Linked DNA regions of Sus scrofa: region 2 is linked to region 1. A link is a contact called in public Hi-C data. All regions are on one chromosome and are shown on one strand. Each heading gives the region's core, a stretch centred on a gene start, on an enhancer-like site or on the middle of the called end of the contact. The rest is flanking DNA. Distances are from core to core; before and after follow the strand shown.

The links. Hi-C and Micro-C count contacts between places; a contact is called where the count stands out from the background.
Region 2: a Hi-C map of embryonic fibroblasts shows a contact between it and region 1, with 2.5 times the contacts expected there. The contact joins the promoter of MT1A here to the promoter of BBS2 in region 1. A contact is called at or near these places in 3 of 5 promoter capture datasets (fetal liver, fetal skeletal muscle and liver), 24 of 47 Hi-C or Micro-C datasets (alveolar macrophages, blood, brain and 13 more) and 1 of 2 datasets of contacts at active chromatin or transcription factors (skeletal muscle).

What each region holds. Positions count from the first base shown.
Region 1 is chr6:18,574,080-18,576,591 of Sscrofa11.1, reverse strand. BBS2 (Bardet-Biedl syndrome 2 protein) reads left to right here and starts at 1,254. Exons shown (of 18, transcript XM_021093887.1): 1 at 1,254-1,370. The coding sequence starts at 1,254.
Region 2 is chr6:18,670,757-18,673,268 of Sscrofa11.1, reverse strand. It overlaps MT1A (metallothionein 1A), which reads right to left and starts at 1,253. Exons shown (of 3, transcript NM_001001266.2): 1 at 1,176-1,253; 2 at 515-580. The coding sequence starts at 1,203.

The DNA of each region.
Region 1 (2,512 bases), core at 5-2,504:
TGATTGGACCCATAACCTGGGAACCTCCACATGCTGCTGGTGCGGCCCTAAAAGACAAAAAAAGAAAAAAATTGTACTCCCTCCAGAAGTCAATCTCTCTCCCTTCCTTAGCACTTAACCACCAAATGACCTCCCATTTGTATTTCCTGTTTAGTGTTTCTCTCCCCTGACTTGTATGTCAGCAACAGGAGAGCAGAAGTTTGTCTTATGTTTGCTGCCATATTGCCCAGAACAGTACCCCCCACAGAGCAAGCCCTTAAAAACTATTTGAAAAAATGCTGAAAAAGTTTAGTGACTTTGCATGTCCTGCTTTAAAAATATACAGGGAGGAGTTCCTGTCGTGGCGCAGAGGAAATGAACCCGAATAGGAACCATGAGGTTGCGGGTTTGATCCCTGGCCTTGTTCAAGTGGGTTAAAGGATCCGTAGTTGCCGTGAGCTATGGTGTAGGTCTTGCAGATTCGGCTGGGATCCCGCGTTCCAGTGGCTGTGGCATAGGCCAGCGACTGCAGCTCCAATTCGACCCCTAGCCCAGGAACCTCTATATGCTGTGGATGTGGCCCTTAAAAGCAAAAAAAAAAAAAAAAAAAAAAAAAAAAATTTATATATATATATACACACACACACACACATAAATATACACACACATATGTACATTATATGTATATATACTCAGGGAATCTTACAAAGGGCCACGGGCTGTTTAAAGTTGAGAGTTTAAAGCATTTTTTTGGGGGGGGGGAGGTGATTGATACATTTAAGAACTACCGTGGGCATCAACATAACAGCTAAAGTTAAGGGGCAAAGTAGGCATTCAAGGCATATTTCTTGAATTAATGACCGTTTGGAGTGGCGTAGAAATGTGTGTAAACTGCAACGGTGCAGCAACTTGGTTGTGGTGCTAGAAGAAGCCCCAGGGATGCACTGGCTCGGAAACTGCCGAAGTAGACCCGATGAGTCCCATCGCCGTTAAGTTACAGCAACAAAAAGCAGACCCAACCACTGGGACCCAACTTCAGACTCAGCCCAGCGCGAGGCCAGAACGCGCAGCCGCAGAACTAGGTGGGCGGGCCTGCGCAGGCGCAGAAATAGCCAACGGCCCGGGGTCCACGTCGGTGCAGCGGTTTCCCGCCAGGCCTGAGGCTGCAGGAGCAGGTCTGGCTTGGTCCCCACGTCCCTCACTGCGGTGGGTGAGGCGGGCTCCACGGCTCCGCTCTCGTGCCGCTAACCCTTTTCTCCTGAGCCACCGCCATCATGCTGCTGCCCGTATTCACCCTCAAACTGCGCCACAAAATCAGCCCCCGCATGGTGGCCGTTGGGCGCTACGACGGGACTCACCCGTGTCTGGCCGCCGCTACCCAAGCGGGCAAGGTAACCAATCCCACCTGCTCCCAACCCGCACGGAGCCAGTGCCCCTGGAGTCCCCCGCGGGGCGTGTCCCTGCAATCCAGTTCTTCATTGTCTGACTCCGCCCCCAGCCAGGGTTGCCCGGCAACGAGTCCGAGTCCGTAGTGTTTGTAGCTCTTTAGCTTGCGCAGAAGTAATGAGTGAAAACGGGGAACGACTTTGCTGAGCAATTTATTTCTCTTCAGGTACTTAGACTCGTGTTGGAATCTCTGTACGGCTAGGGAGCTTGGGGAAGAGAAGTCCCTAAAGGGGAAAGGGCTTGGTCGGCGTTAGCAGTAGGGACAGATCCCAGATTAGAGGCCAGGGCTTCTGCCTATAGCTCTGAACTTCTCTCAAACTGCCTCTCAGAGCTAAACAACTTTATGGGGAAAAAGTTACAAAGACACCCTAACTTAAATGACTCAAATTACACTTTTGATCTTTATCCACGTATATTCACTTTTCATCCTGCTGTTTATTCACTAAGTACCTGTTAGGTGCTTCCTGTGTGGCAGGTGCTGTGCAAGTTGTGAGTCACAGAGATGAAAAAGATATGCCATTCGGCATTCACCAGACTTTCTGAACTCTCCTTCGTACTAGATCTTGGGGATTCAGAGATAAAGCTGGAGTGCTTACTTTCAGAAAGTTTATCGTCCAGAAGGACAATAGACAAGGCAAATCAAGGCACTGTGTATTGACGGAGGCATGCCCACCATACATGGAATACAGTGACATCAAGCGTAGTAACTTTTAACAAGCACAAAGCCTTATTACATTAATTATATCAGCATCCTTGCTGCATTGCCAATGGCAACAGCATAGCACAGGTGTGGTAGATCCTGGCTCCAGTACCTGCTAATTTCATGACCTTGAGCAAGGTACTTAGTCTCTACCACAGAGGGTTATTAAGAGGATTAAAATGTTACAACGTGTCATGTGCTTGGCATCTAGGCGGTGGTCACTAATTGTTAGCTGTTATTTTCTTCATTAGAAATAACAGTTCAGAGAGGTTCAAAGCAATGTTTAAGGCCGCTCAACTGGAAAGTGGTGGAAATGAGATTAGAGTGCATGTTCTGTGACCCAGTGTGTCTGTCTGTGTATCTTTCTCTCTCTCTCTTCCTCCCTTC
Region 2 (2,512 bases), core at 4-2,503, 97 kb before region 1:
TGAGCCCAGGTCAGAGCAGTCTTGGAGAGACAGTGACAGGGCTTTCAGTCAATCAAGGGAACAACAAAGTCCTCCAGATGAGGGGGCAAAACCCTTACAGAGTTGCTTGGTGCGTGGGAGGGCTGCTGGGGGCTGCGTCTACAGCAAAAGACTCCATCCACAGTTCAGAGGAACTGCACCTTGTCACTAAGTTCAAGTATAAAGTGCTCAGGACACTGGAGGCTACAGAAAGCTGCATAGGGACACAGACGACCTAGGTTCTGGGCTGGACTTCATCTATGACAATACTTGGTAACCAACCTGGACTCAGTTTACACTTTTAGAATGAGAGGTTGGGACACAATCATCCTTACGGCTCCTTCACATCTGACTCCAATTCAGGTGCTAAGGGAGCGACATAGGGTCACAGTCCTGCTCCTGCCTGCTGAGCTCAGGGCTCCCTCCTCTGACTCAGCCCAGACCCCAGACTCCAGGCCCCAGGCCCCCAGACCCCCAGGGAAGGCCCCACACTCACTCTTCTTGCAGGAGGTGCATCTGCAGGCTTTGCACGTGCAGGAGCCTGCACAGCTGCAGGAGCCACCTGCCAGCAAGGGAGAGACAGCAGTGAGCAGGAGCGGGACTCAGGGGCCACAGCAGATGTCAGCAATGCCTCCCTCCCCCTCCTGCTCTGTCAGGGCCCAGCCCTGGGAGCTCCTGCCCCACTCAGGCACATGCAGAAGCCCCAGCTTCTCTCTTCGGTGTTGGATGGTAGGTCCCCTCCTGACTTCCTCCACAGGCAGGTCCCGGCTCCAGACCTGACTGGGGCTGACTCCAGGCTGATTGGGGCTGGGGCCAGCACCTTATGAGCCGAAACCCAAGGAGGCAATGTCCCTTCCTCCCACCAAGCCTTGGCAGCTCTGAGGCCTGGAAAGAGCATAGAGTCAAACCCAAATGTCCCTTGATTTGCTGGGTAACATCAAGAAGGGCGGCCCGTAGCCTCAGTACCCCCAAACTTAAAACAGAGGCAAAAGGAGACTGGAAATGCCCCCCAGGACCGTGGCTAGGAAAAAAGGCCTGGAATAATGACAGGAGTCCACCTGTGCTCCCACTCACAATTCCCCTTTCTCTCACCCCAAGGACCCCACGTCCTGTGCCTGGGATGGGGCATCGGAGGCTCGAAGCCAGCCAACTCTTACCTGTGGGGCAGGAGCAGTTGGGGTCCATGAGTGGAGGCAGGTGAGACCAAGCAGAGAGCAACGCGGATTCACTGGTCCAGTAGGAGGCGCCTTGCAGTGTAGGCGCCCGCGTGCTCAGGTTTATACCCCAGGAGGCGGCCCGGGCGCAGAGGCTGCCCCGCCCACTTGCCCTCGCCCGGCACATCCCCGCCCGCAGCGCCGGGTCCTGGGCGGTGAGCAAACCTCAGGGCAGAGCGCACGGTTCCGGGAAGGCGGCCGGGCTCCGTGCGCACCGCGCCGGCCTCCTCCTCGGCGCCCGCAGCGGGGAGGGACTTCGTGCCGCGCGGCAAGCAGCGCCCCAGCCTCCCTGCCCGCCCCTCCCCAGCTCTCCGCGAGGTCGGCAAACCCAGTGTTCCCCGATCTTCTGGGAACCCAGCCCCCGTGTCCTCGCCATCGTCCCCACCCCCAGCCCCCGCAACTCTGCCCTGAGGTTCGCCCTTTCCCGAAGCCCGTGCGCAACGGCAGCCTCGCGCGCACGTCCCAAGCTTGGCTGGAGCTTGGAGTTGTGCGCAGAGATGGGTGGTGGATGTGACCTTCGCCACCTTCCCCGCCCCCCCTTCCCCAACCTGCGCTGTCCTGGTCCCCAGCGTGGTCTTGAGGCAGCGGTTCTCTAAGGTTTCACCTGGAACAGCAAGGCTGTGAACACACGCCCCTGCCTGTGGTCCCTCCTTCCCCTCTGGGCGGCTGAGCAGGTGAATGGGCACATTTCCCCAGGGTCTGCTTTGCCTGCATTTGCCAGTGGTTTCCCTCAGCTTAGCTGGTCAGGCCCACTCCAGGATGGAGGTTCCCAAAACATGGGATGCACCCCCCCCCGGGGGGGGTGAAGGCATCAGGGTAGGTGACAGGCAGACCTGGCCTTAAATAACAAAGCCAGACCCGTGGATGTTTCCCTTTGGGGCTTCCTGACAATCCCATATCTTGGAGTCTGTGCCAAGGCTTCTTTAATCACTGCCGCTCTTTCAATTCTAACAGGACACTACAGGGAGGTACTAGTTGAGAGCCTTTTCCCAGAGACAAAACTGCGTACAGTACAAGGAGGCTGCTGACTCAGTGTCACAGTGCTTGTGAAATAAGTTTTAACTGAAGAACAACACCCCCCTTGGTTAAAAGGGTAGCTGCAATCCTTTCCAGCTATGCTGGCCTCATGCCATCCTTCTTATAATAATGTAGCAACTATGTACCCAGTGTCTAAGCCAGCAGCCCTGCTAATCATGTACCCAGCATCGCTTATCAGTTCCGCTTCTGTAACCTTGCTGGCTGAGTTTCTTAGGGAGGAACACTGTCTGCTTGGGGAAGGG